Linked DNA regions of Ovis aries: region 2 is linked to region 1. Evidence: chromatin contacts called from public Hi-C data. All regions are on one chromosome and are shown on one strand. The core of a region is the stretch at or near the end of the contact, and the rest is flanking DNA. Distances in the headings are between cores, read along the strand shown.

Region 1 (6,597 bases), core at 2,298-4,797:
TGAGACTCCCTTGTACTGCAAGGAGATCAAACCAGTCAATCCTAAAGGAAATCAGTCCTAAATATTCATTGGAAGGACTGATGCTGAAGCTAAAGCTCCAATACTTTGGCCACCTGAAGTGAAGAACTGACTCATTTGAAAAGACCCTGATGCTGGGAAAGATTGAAGGCGGGAGGAGAAGGGGATGACAGAGGATGAGATAGTTGGATGGCATCACTGACTTGATGGACATGAGTTTGAGTAAGCTCCTGGAGTTGGTGATGGACAGGGAAGCCTGGCATGCTGCAGTCCATGGGGTTACAAAGAGTTGGACACGACTAAGTGACTGAACTGAACTGGAAGTTCAGCTTGCTGAACAGCAAGTGATACTTGAAAATCTCTGTGGCTTGTTGTACTTTTGAAATAGCATTTCAAATTACATTAACCCATTTAAGAGGCAATTATAATTTACTTGAATCTTTAGCCTGAGGGGAGGACAGAGAGCATTTTAGACTGAGATTCCCTTGCTTAGGTAGTTGTATAAAGTTGGTAAACTGTAGCTTGGTGGAGACAGAAATGTCCGCAGTTAGGAACTAGACTCCAAAGCCGGTTTGGACTTATCCCTGTAGCGCCGTAAACTGGCCTTCCTCCTTTTAGTGCACATGGTCTCCTGATTCCAAGACCTGCACTGTTCCTCTTTTGCCCATGTCAGCCTCATCACTGGAGGCGAAGGGCACCTTGGAAACTCTCGTTTAGCAGCCCTTTCCCTATTTAGGAGACTCTTCTATGGCGTTCGTGGTGTACTTGGACCCGGACCACTCTGAGGGACCACTTGCTGCTGTAGCTACGGCCACTGCGGGGGGGTTCTTTTTTCCCTTGGATTGGTGACCTGAGTCTGTGGGGTTTCCTTCCCGTCAGCCAGGACGCCTGGCCGCAGCTGCGCTGTATCTCACTGTCCAGTGACTGCCCCTCCTCCCAGGCCCTTTGAGCAGGTGCAAGGGGACACCAGGTGGCTCTCACTGCATGCCGTGTGGTCTCGCTCCTGGGGTGGGGGATCTTGGGTTGAATGAGGCTCAGACCTTTGATGTTTGAGAGCCTGGGAAAGAAAAGCAAACTTTCCCGTTTCCCTTTCCCCTGCTGGCATTGCTAGAAGGAGAAGACCTTTATGAACCTAGCTCCACAGTGATCCCGCCTTCCAGTCATACCCAGGTTGCTCCCCTCTGGTGGGTAACCGCCTAGTAATGGCAGCTCCTTCTTTTACAGAAAGGCGAGAGGACCTTCGAGGAGGGTTTATGCTTTGTTTTTTGGATGATGGAGCGGGAATGGATCCAAGTAAGTGATGGGCTGATTGCTTCTTTTGGGGAGGATGTAACTAAGCGTTTTTATAAAATGCTTATTGTGTTAATTTGTTTTTCTGTTGCCTCACTCTTGTGACTAGAAGGGCGAGGGCAGTCTCTTGCAACATCTCCGGCTTAATTCCACTCACGGATTTGCCAGGTCTTGTCCTAATGTGGGAGATAGGATCTGAATGGCAACCTTAAGTCCATCAGTCTACCTGTCTGTTGACATTGGCTTGCGTAACATCCTGGAGCTGGAACTGTGGTGGCCTCCCCGGCCGAGTTACCGCGTTGTGGTGATAGAACTAGGACCTCGTGATGGTGGTACTGACAGGCCAGGCGAGGTTTCCTCCATTTGCCTCCCAGTTGTGAACTTCCTGGCAGAGGTTTTCAGTAGACAGCCCCGCTTGGATTGATTTTTGAGAGCCTGGGAAAGAGAACACACTTTGCCCTTTCTCTCTCGCCTGCCGCTTCAGGTGATGCTGCCAGCGTGATCCAGTTCGGGAAGTCGGCCAAGCGAACACCTGAGTCCACCCAGATCGGGCAGTACGGGAACGGGTTAAAGTCGTAAGTATACCAGAAGCCCGCCACAGGACTCAACAAAATCAGGCGTTGCTCTCCTTGTCACTCCATCACCTTAATTCTGGAACAGGAGAGCAGTCAGGAAGGGGTGATGGTTGGGGACTTAGCAACTGATGGCCAGAAACATGAATTAAGCCAACTTTCAGTCTGCTTTACGCCACAGATGAAAGAGTGTGAATTTCCAGAACTGTCGAGGAAGGAGAATCTGTAGGCTTCTTTTAGCACTGTGTTCTGGAATGGTGCCTCCCCTCTGGTTGGAGATTCTCGTTTGTACCTGTGATTGAGGATGCTCATGGTTTTGTGTGCTGGGGATGCGTCTGAGATGGTGAGGGTCCCCCGATGCAGCGTTGTTTCCAGAGCACCTGTCATGCTTTGTGCCAGACACTGGGGATCCAGGGTGAGAGAGAGACCCAAAGCCTCCCCCACATGGAGGGCCTGGTTGCTGCTCACATGTCCTGCCAGGCCCTGTAGCAGGAACTTACCTAATGTCTTCAGATCCCTTGAGACTTCTTTCTCAGCCCCTTGGTTCCCACTTGTTTGGCGTGTGGAATGTGTTGTTCTGGTTTTGAGCGAAGCCCCAAGAGAAAGGTTTCTATTTCTGAAATGCTCACTTCCAGCTGTACATACCTTTGGATGGAATAAGATTTATTGGGATTAGAGTTTGTGCAGATGGAGTTCTGAGTCATGGTTCTGGTCTTGCTGTGGAAACGTATTGTGTTCGGCCGGGCAGCAGCATCGGTTGTGCATCTGTGCAGCAGGCTCGGGCTTGTGCGGAAGAGAGACGATGCCTCCCCCAACAACACAGACCTAATACCTGGACTTCCCACTTGTCTCTCAGTGTCAGGCACTTAGCACGTGCTGGACACTGCTGAAAACTTCACCTGGGTGATTTAGTTCAGTCCTTACCCACGCCCTGTGAGGTGTAAGTACCATGATTCTCAGCTTCAGATGTGAGAAGCAAGGTTTATCTGGATGAAGTGACTTGCCCAAAGGTGTGAAAATGCCCAGGTGTAGAGCTGAGGTGTGCACCACGTCTTTCTGATGGCAAGGCCGGAGCTGCTGTCTGCCTCGCTTCAGTCAGACGAACCAGAGTTCAGATGTGGCATCAGTCACTTACCCTTCTGAGGCTCAGTGTCCTCCTTTGTAACTTGGGATGTAACACATGTGAGTGGGTTAAGAACTACGTGCTGTCACTCAGGGCTGTGGGTTGCCCTAGCCTGGTTTCTCACTTCTGATTTTCTCTCTCCTTCTTTAATCTTTCCATGCTAAATTTTTGGCCTGATTTGGTGGACCTGGGGTAGGGTCTGGGAACCTTTTTTTTCCCCCGATGTGTTCCCTAGGTGATTCTGGTGTGGTCATCTAAGCTTCCAACCACTGATATGTCAGATGTAAGAAGCCCTGATTTCCCTTCTGATGGTAGGCAGCCTCCCCCTATGTGGTTCCTTCAGCTCTGTGGCTGCAGACAAGCCCTTTCACCTCTCTGAATGTCTGTTTCCTGCTGTAGAATATGGGTTTCTAATCTCTGACATTCTTCCTTGCTGAGCAAGTTTCAGGAGCAGATGAAATGTGAGTCTGAAAGTACTTAGAATACCAGGAAGGAAAACACACAGAAGTTGGGAGTGTTGTCATCAGCATATTTTAGTAGAATGTGTTTTGGGGAGGAGTCATTGAGATGGGGCCATCTAGTGTTCAGACTGAATTCATTTTGAGATGAATTTAGAAATTGAGAGTTTCAGGAGGAAGTGATTTGTGGTGAGAAGAGGGCTAAGAAGCAGAGAAGTCGGCAGAGAAGTGGCATTTTTGAGTGGTTGCTATTTATTTCCCCTCCAAGGTCAGGATCAAAGATAGAGGGAAGAGGCACAAAAGTGAGGTTTTGCCAAATTAGGGCATGGGCAGGCTTTGACAGAAGGCAAGCTGCTGCTGCTGCTGCTAAGTCACTTCAGTCGTGTCCGACTCTGTGTGACCCCATAGATGGCAGCCCACCAGGCTCCTCTGTCCCTGGGACTCTCCAGGCAAGAACACTGGAGCGGGCCGCATTTTGCCTCCAGTAGGCTTCAGGGAGGAGAAGGCAAAGGCACCCCACTCCAGTACTCTCGCCTGGAAAATCCAATGGACAGAGGAGCCTGGTAGGCTGTAGTCCGTGGGGTCACTAAGAATCGGACACGACTGAGCAACTTCACTTTCACTTTTCACTTTCATGCGTTGGAGAGGGAAATGGCAACCCACTCCAGTGTTCTTGCCTGGAGAGTCCCAAGGACAGAGGAACCTGGTAGGAGGGCGCCTATGAGGTCGCACAGAGTTGGACACGACTGGAGTGACTTAGCAGCAGGGAGGCAGGAGGAGGGATTGTCTGGGGGAGGGAGCATTGCCAGCGCCTCAGAAAACCGAGGAGAGACAGAACTTGGCAGCCCCCAGGGTGTCTCTGGATAGTGTCCTGGAGTTTTCCCGAATGTTTGGGGAAATGGGTCGTGGCATTCACTTGTGTGCTTGGCATGCCAGCCCAGCTTGTGTTTGTACACAGAGGAGAGTAATAAGGCTTCCCAACACCATCACCGCCCTGGGGTCTTAGAGGACTAATGGGGTAACAGAAGCTGCTCAGGAGATAGGAACTGCGTGGCCATTGTTCGGTGGGCACCCCTCCGCCAGTGTTTCACACTTTTACCCTGTTCCATATTGTTGGGAAAGGTGTGTCCTTGCCTCCTCCTCAGAAGGATTAACTCGGCCAAGTTGAGGAAGGAGCAGTTGATTCCGTTCAGACTTCTGCCTTTTGGAAGGCAGCCTCAAGGCATATTTCTCAGAAACCACTTGGGTCCTACAGCAGGGACCTGTGGCTTAATAAGTAGACATAACAATTCAAGACCCAGGTTGGCTGTGGTTATAGGCCATGAGCCAGTGGTAGGCCGCCTTGAAACTCTTTAGCAATGATGCTTTGCCTAGTTAGCCCTGTATTCAGCTGAGCCTCAAGGTCACCCTGGTTTTTGGAGGACTTGTGAGCACAGGCATTGTGGGCTGTTCCTTTCTTCTGACAGTGCTGTCCTTAGACGAGTGGATGGGGGAGTTAGTGTGAGCGGAGCAAGGACAGGATGAGAGCTGGATATGCTCAGCGTGGAAGTCGACGTGTTGAAGGTGTTACTGGAGTGAAGCCTGTGTGGCTGGGAGGTGCCCAGAGCACAGAAGCGATAGGCTGGTGCTGGTGCTTGGTGGTGAGAGAGGAGAGAGCCTAGTGGGGTGGGGCCTTGTGGAGAATGTGATAAGGAGAGCTGGGCCCGTGAAGGGCAGGAGGAGGGATGTCACAGGGGAGCTCAGCGGGGGGCCCTGGGCCCCAGGGACGCCTTCGGGGGAATCCTCCAAAGGCAATTCATCACATCCAGAGCAGGGATTTGCTCTTTTTTCAGTTGAGCTTTTGATTCCCTGGGAAAGTAATCCTTGTCTGCTTCCCTTTCAGGGGCTCAATGCGCATTGGGAAGGATTTCATCCTCTTCACCAAGAAGGAAGACACCATGACCTGCCTCTTCCTGTCACGCACCTTTCATGAGGAGGAAGGCATTGATGAGGTGGGTCCCCTCCTCATATTCCCAGGCACCATCCCATGTCTCCCGGTTCTGTCCAGGCTGTTCTCGCAGGTCACTTGTATGCTGGGCTTGTTGGGGTTTCAGGATTGCAGCCACACCCCTGGTTAGGGGATTAGTTGGATGAATTGGTTAAGGGGTTAAGGCAGGTGTCATCTCACAGCTTCAGAGAACAGTTGTTCCAAGAATGAGGCAGCACGTGGCAGGAGCCAAGAAGTGCATCTCTCTCTCTCCTAGATCTGCAGCTTGAGTTTGGTCCTGGGGTGTGGGGCGGTGGTGTCCCTCCAGTGAGCTGTTTCATCAAGGGGAGTGTTTGGGGCCTCCCCCACTACGGGTGGAGACCACAGCTGGTAGTAATAATAGGAGGAGCGCTGTCTTTCCGGTGTGATGGTGATTTTGTGGCATGTGCCCTGAGTGCATTTTCTGTTCACCGTCGGTATCAGAGAGGCAGTCTGATTACCCGCAGGGGCCTGGGTGAAGGAGGTGAACACATGGAATTCAGTAGAAGTTCTTTGGTAAGTGGCAGCTGACACTCAGCCCCAGCTGATTATTGTTATGCTAAAAGGAAGGCCTAATAACTCTAGGGTATTCTGATTTTGAAACCTTTTGGTAATTAAAAACATACGTTACCCAGCTGATTCTGGGCCTGGTGGCTCAGATATCTGCAGAGCTGTCTGGTGAGGTCCACACCCGCTCACTGGAGGATCATGGAAAGCCTTGGCCTGCCCAGCCTTAGGCTGGACTCTCACCTCCTTTGCTGTGAGAAATGGAGGCGAGAGGTTGAGAACGGGGGCTGAGAGGGTCTGCAGAGAACATGTCTGTCATGTAAGCAGGTGGATTCGGTCAGAGTTTCAGTGGCTCTCATCTATGTTGGCTGGCTGTGCTTAGACGGGCCCTGGCCTTGTTTAGATGTGAGGCTGAATTGCAGTAGATGAGCTCGTGTGTGTTTTCTTGGTGAGCCAGAGGGCGTGTTTGCCTTTTCAGTGAATCAGGTGCCGCAGCAGGAGAGCATTCTTGGGAAGGAGGGGCCGGAGGATGCAGCCCCTGCTGGGCTCTTCAGGTCTTTTCGTGAATGACTGTGGGTGGCAGGAGGAGGGGTGCACGTTAGTGGTCCTGGTCCTGAGAGTGGG
Region 2 (6,597 bases), core at 2,695-5,194, 99 kb before region 1:
CCACGCCTCTCCCAAGCAGCCGGGCCCAAGGCGCCCGGCCCGGAGCCAGCCAGACCGGAAGCCCCCCGCCACCGCCTGCTTTAACATCCCCGGCTACGGAGAGGAAACCCAGGTTCGCGGACCTAAGCAGCTTCCGCAGGTCACCCAGCTAGTGTCAGTGCCCGATCTCCAGCCCGGGACCGAGGCGGAGGGCGTCCCGGTGTGTGGCGGAGGCGCACGTGGTGTTCGTGGCCCCAGGTGCCCCCTTCCCGCACAGCCTCTCTCCGAGTTCGCAGGCGTATGCACGCGAGCGCCGACGTCCGGAGGGCATCTCGGGTTCCCCAAATCGGCCGGACGCTCGGGCGTGGGACAACTTTTCCCTTATAAGGCCCGGCCCCGCGGGGAGGAGCCCGGCTCCGGACGCCCCCCGTTCCTGCCACGAGGCCGGCGCGCGCGGGGCGGGACCCTCGGCGGCGCTGGGGCGCAGTAATGGCGGGCGCCTGGCCGCGGAGAGCCCGGTGCCGGAATGGGAAGGATTTGGGGAAAGGGAAGGCGGGGTTCGGGGTCCGAGACTAGGGGCGAGGTCTTGCTAGTCCTCTCCCAGGGAGGGGGTCGGGGATGGGCGGCCTACAGCCAACGCTCCAGCTTCTCCGAAACCCTTTTTCCAGTGCCCAAGCCTGCATGAAGCGGGGGTGGCGGCTGAGATGGGGATGCGCGGAGACCTGGCTTTCTCTCCACTACCCACGTTAGGATTCTGACTTCCTGCCGGGAAGTCGAGCGGACAGGGTGGGAGCCTTTGGAAACCCACCTCCTTCGGGTTGCACACAGCCGCCTGCGGCCGTGGCAGACACCCAGAGTCTGAGGTGCTGTCCAAGGCCGAGTGCCTTGGGTAGACGATGGCAGTGACTGGGCACTGCCCAGTGATTGGGGCTGAACTGTCTGGCTCCAGCCCCTGCCTCCAAAGGAATGGAATGGGGGTGGGGTGGGTCATTTGCCTTCTCCCAGGGAAAGTAAATCTTTAATTTACCCGCTGGACATGGGTCAGGGGCTGAGGGGGTGGGGCTCTGGCCCCTTCTCCTGTTCCACTGCTCTCTGCCCTTGCTGGTGGGCACATACTTGCCCTGCTCGATTGCCCCACTGCCTCTCTGTGCATGGTACGGATGTTGGGGGAGGGGCTTCAAGAAGAAGCTAGGGAAAGGGGATACAGGGGGCCCATCTTTTTCCACACCAAGATCTGGGCCCATGCCTCATTCCATCCTCATGCCAGCTGAAGGACCTAGATATTACGTTCACACACATTGCCCCCACCTCCCATTTTACAGATAGATTAGAAGTCACAGAGCTCCTAAGGGTCCCCAAGGCCTGCCTTGATGAGCTCTTCTGGCCTTGACTTATCCAGGTCTCTTGTTCTCCCATGATCCTCATTGGGGGTTTCTTTGGATCCTGGCTAATCCTTTTCCTAGCTGGGTGTCCCTGGACAGGTGACTTCACCTCTCCAAGCCACAGTATTCTCCTCCTGGCTCTTGGAGCTGCTGTGACCATTCTGTGAGACGGTGTGCTTAGCCGCCCAGCCTGCTCCCTGCTATGCCCTGGCGTATTATTAATCATTGCTGCTACTGTTATCATTGGGCTGGCCTCCAGGGGTGGATACTGCCCAGGCTGTTGCTTGGGAGAGGCAAATCCAGCCTCCCCACACCTGTGGCTGCACATGGGCAAGTCCTCACCAGTTACTGTTTAAACAGGTGGTGGCACTGGGGGGCTGGGAGGAACAACCTCAGCACCTGGCATGGATGGGCACATGCCACCAGAACCTCTGCATTGACCACGCAGAACAGGCCTAGCCCTGTTTCCCTGAGCCCTCCCTCTGGCCCCTCCCCCATCACCTCCTCTCAGTCAGCTGAGAGATATCCTGGACAGACCCTGCCTCTCCGGCCTGGCTTGTCTGTTCTCATAGTAGAGATGATGGGACCACTTACCAACTTCCGTAGGGCTCCCTCATCCAGCCCAGCTAAGGTTTCGTCCGCCATCTGGCTGGCCCTGAGCTCCGTCCGTCCCTTCCTGGTGAGTTCCCCAGTGCCTGTGGCACCTGACGCCAGCTCAGGAAATTCTGCAGGGGATAGACGTGAGTCAGGCCTTCAGAGGCCTCCAGAAACCACAGGCACTTGGGCTCTTGTGCCTCAGTTTCCCTCTCTAACCCATGATCATGCATTGCTGTCCCATCCTTCTTATCTGTGATGTCACTCCTAGCTGGGAGGTGCCTTCTTCCCTCAGGTAGTGTGTGCTGGAAAACCCAACAAACCAAGAGGAGAAGCTCCTAGTCCAGTCACCTGGACTGCTAGCTTGCTGTGTGGCCTCAGCTGGGCCCTTGCCATATCTAAGCATCAAACAGGGACGGCAGGGACCTGGATTGTGAAGCCAGAGCCCAACAAGGCCCACCCAAGCTGTGCTCACCACCAGGGGGTGCCCGCCACACTCCATGGCTTCCTGCCCCACCCACCCATCCCCAGGGCCTGCCCAGCCCCCAGTCATCCCAAAAGCTCAGCCTCTGGCTATGGACTAAGCCCAAGCCCAAGCCCAATCCTTGCTGCTCTCGCCACTCGCACTTCCACAGGTAACCTAAGCCATTGGAGGTAACATCCTGTCTTCCAATTCTTGAGGACAGCCCTCTGCACACACCCCTCTCCACCCCTCCCCTTCCCGCCCTCCCGCGATGCCAACTGCCCTGACTTCATGAAGCCAGGTGTCCGACACCCAGCTCCTCCTGCCAATTCCCACACTTAGAATTCAGTTCCCTATCTGGAAGAGCCTTCAGAAACTGATCCGCCCAGCTCCTGGACTTTGAAAAACAGGATTGGAAAGGGCCAGAGGATTGTCGTGGGGGAAGGAGGATCCCAAAGACCCAGAGGGCAGGGAAAGGATTTAATCTTGGCCACCTCTGGCTTCTGAAGTCCCCTTCCAAAGTGCCCTCAGGCGCTCAGGACACTCCCTCTTGCCCTATTACTGTCTCTCAAAATGGCCCCCTAAATCCTGGCCCAGCTTCCCAGTGTAACTCTTTTCTTCCTCTTGCAGCCCTAACCTTTCTGGAATTTCCAGGGCCCATGGCCTGACACTCCAGAGGTGCTCAGTTACTGTACGGAGACTGAAATGGCCTCAGGATTGCCCCTGCTCCCGCTGATTCATCCCGCAGTCATCCCTTCCCCCTCCCCAGAACAGTCACTTTTCGAGTCACCTCATCCGGTGAATGGGTCTGGGGGTGTCCTAGTCCACACACTTGGGGTTCGCGGGACTCTGCCTGTTCAAGTCGCTGCTTGCTTCCCCATCCCTGTAGTCTCAGACAGGTGGCAACCGCCCAAACTCCCTCTGCTGCGGTCCTTCATGAGCAGTCATCAGACTTAGGTTCTGTGGACACTCTGAGTTCCCCCATGTCTTCTGAGGGGCAGGGGTCCCTAATGCTGAATCTGGAACTCCCAGGGAAGTCTCTTTCTCCTTAGGAATTCCCGCCGCTGCTCCAGGCCAGTCCCGTGGCTCTCTGTCACACAGTGTGGGGTCCCAAAAGTTTGTGATGGGCCTCAGAGGAACGGAGGAGCTTCCTCGGGGTTTCTGCCCCCATAGACTTACACCCCTGGAGGTCGTGGAGCCTCCTGGAGATCCGTGAGCGTCTTTACCCCGGGTTTCAGAACTTTTACCGCATGGCTTAGCGCCCCCGTGGATGGGTGGGAGCTCCCAGATCTGAGGGTCCCAGAACCCTGGGAGTCCACATATCCGGGTGCCACCCTCGGACCCGTCGGGGGTCCTGCTGCCGCCCGGAGGCCCCGCACACCCACCTCTCCGTCTGGTCCGCCCGTCCCGCGCGGGCTCAGGCTAGGTCGTTCGGGATCCAACAGATGGATGACTAGGAGCGGCCAGGCGGAAGGCGCCGCGACCGGGATCCCAGGCCGCTCAGCAACCGTCCCCGGGATTCTGCTAGCACCGCCTGTCCAGCCGCGCCAGCAGCCCCTAGGACCCCGCCCCGAAACCCCGCGCCAGCCAATTCCGGGGAGGGTCCCGCCCACACTCCCGCCCTATTGGGGAAATTCAATTTTGACTGCCACGCCCCTAGTGGAGGCCCCGCCCTTCGCGGGCCTTGGAAGTAGAGGATTGCAGTCTTGGGGCCACTGCTCTTGCAACCTTGGCTGGTCGAGTGGGCGTCGCTAGAAGGACGCAACTTTGCGCCAAAGTCGGGGAGGGCGCGCGAAGCCGGGGTAAGTGGCCCGGGATCGTACTATTCGCGGAGCCTTCGGCACAGCCTCTCTCCGCCCTCCTCTTTGTTCGCGAGGCCCTGTCCCCTCCCTCAGCTCCGCCCCCTCCTAGCTTCAGTGCCCGGGCTTGGCCGCTGCCCCCAGGCTGCTTTCAGGACACCTGGTCCAGGCCACCTCAGAGCAGGGACTAAGTGACCGGCAACACATTGACCCTACGTGGGGGCACCTCAGGGACAGCCTCAGATGGAGTAGGTCAATCACACACCACTTCCCCAGCCCACACACCTTTGCACACACATTCACCTTATCTGTCACTTCTCCCTGCCAAGCTCCTCAGGGTCGGCCTCTTGCAGCGCTGGGATTTTAAACTGGGAACACCAAGTCCAGAATCTCATTCAGTAAATGGAGGAAATTGAGGCCCTGAGAGAGCCGACATGCCCAAGACAACATAAGGAATAAATAAGGGGACCCCAGAGCTCAGACCCCCCACCCCACCCCGGGAAATACCACTCAGTCCCTTCTGCTAGAGATCAGGGTCCCTTCCGCAGGTCTCCCTGGAGACCAAAGGGAGTTGGAGCCTGGTAGGTGGCGTCTGGAGTCCTGTCTGTCAAATAATAACAATAATAATATAAACTCATTTATTTTGTACTTGCCATGTACCAGGCATATAATTCCTATGATGAACCCAAGATTACCGTCTCATTTTACAGCTGAGGACAACAAGTGATAGGTAGTGGAACTGTGATTCATACCGGAACGTTTTGAGTATAGAACCTGTGCTGTTAACCATTGTGATATGGGGTTGTGGGGAAGTGGCTTCAGCCTGTTGCATCAGGAGACTCAGCCCCACTGTCTAGAGCCTCTGTGACCATCCGCCACCACACCTCACCCCCATCTAGACAGAGGGGCAGTATCCACTCTGAGACTCTGTTAAAGACGTCAACTTATTTCACCCCCACATTCTTGAGAGGTGGTCCCATTTTACACATGGGAAAACCCCAGCGCTGAGAGGGAAGAGACTCCTTAAGGTCACATGGGAGGAGGAGCAAACAGAGCCCAATTTGGGCGCTTTAATTCGAGCAAGCCGCATCTAGTCTCTCTCTAGTCAGACTAGATGTAATTTTTAAAAATAAACTTTATTTTATTGTTACTATTACTATTTTTTTGGTTACGTGGGTTATGGGATCTTAGTTCCCTTGCTACGAATTAAACCCGGGCACTCTGGCAGTGAGAGCTCAGAATCCCAATCACTGCACCGCCAGGGAATTCCCAACCTAGATGCCCTTTTAATTTTCCAGGACGAGGGTCAGCACCCTCCAAGGTCAACTAGGTCCTATTCAAACCGCGCGCGCCCATTGGAACAGCCCCCTGGGGCGGGGCACAGGTAGGCCACCTGAGTGGCGGCCGTCTGCTCCAATGAATGGCCGTCTTCGTCCTAGCTCCGCTCCCCACCCCCAGCAGGGAGAAACGGCACGGGTGAGTCTCTGTGTGGACTTTATATGACACTCACGAGCTCACCAGTTCCTGGTAATACTGAAGATAAGCACGGGTCCCGTCCCCCCCATCCCCCGTCAAGCCCTCAGAGCTGGGGTCCTCCTCCGTTCTTACTTGCCTTCCCTTCCCATCTGAAAGGGGCGGGGCGAGATGGCGGTGAAATAAAGATCAAAGGGCGGCCCGTGAAGTCCTGGAGAAGCTTGCAGACAGAGTACAGGAAGGAGCAAAACGTCCCAAGAGGAGGACCCTGATGTTTACTGAGCACCTGCTGCATGCCTGACATGGGATTTAGCCGGTTGCAAATTGACCACGGAGCTAGATATGTATTAACCCAAATTCTACAGAGGAGGAAACTAAAGTTCACGGAAGTGAACTGAACGAACTTCCATTCAGTTCAGCTGAATGGCATTCAGCTGGTAATGCGATTCAGACTTGAGTGGAATTCTGTCCCATGCCAAAGCTTCTTTCGTTTCCCTTGCTGCCTCTAGGATTGAGGAAATCCTGGAAGACTTCTTAGAGGAGGTGATGTTGCAAACTGATCCATGAGGAAGGGTGCAAAGAAATCCATCCCACGGAGAAAAGGGAGAAAGACGTGAAAGGGTATTAGTGGCTAGGGAACAGTGTGAATAAGGCCAGAGGTTTGTAAGTGAGAAAAGGAGGCGAGAAAGGCTGTGGATAGAGCAGGAAATGGGGATGGAAGACCTTCCATTTGTGAAGGGCCCTGAATGCCAGGTGAGTAGGGTGAACACTGGGAGGCCTGGGCTTCAGTTGGTCCATCTATAAAATAAGGGTCTTGGACCAGCTCACTTGTGGCCCTCCCAGAAAGGGTTCAGATTCCTCTAGGTCCAACTCTAGACCAGCAGAGTGGGGAGTGGCTGGAACAGCT

Evidence for each region. Hi-C and Micro-C count contacts between places; a contact is called where the count stands out from the background.
Region 2: a contact with region 1 is called in a Hi-C map of liver, with 6 times the contacts expected there. The contact joins the promoter of SMTN here to the enhancer-like site in region 1. A contact is called at or near these places in 13 of 16 Hi-C or Micro-C datasets (blood, hypothalamus, liver and 6 more).

What each region holds. Positions count from the first base shown.
Region 1 is chr17:69,758,056-69,764,652 of ARS-UI_Ramb_v3.0, reverse strand. MORC2 (MORC family CW-type zinc finger 2) reads left to right here. Exons shown (of 25, transcript XM_060401318.1): 4 at 1,243-1,311; 5 at 1,793-1,883; 6 at 5,344-5,452. The coding sequence starts at 1,272. Among named protein-coding and RNA genes, the nearest start is that of MORC2, 20 kb to the left of the region's middle. Within about 2 kb of position 3,547, at least 22 of the 54 cell types and tissues checked have an H3K27ac peak or open chromatin away from gene starts, as enhancers often do.
Region 2 is chr17:69,857,678-69,864,274 of ARS-UI_Ramb_v3.0, reverse strand. SMTN (smoothelin) reads right to left here and starts at 3,944. Exons shown (of 18, transcript XM_027956804.2): 1 at 3,804-3,944; 2 at 1,956-2,086. The coding sequence starts at 2,006. LOC105602949 (a long non-coding RNA gene) reads left to right here and starts at 4,077. Exons shown (of 4, transcript XR_006056751.2): 1 at 4,077-4,220.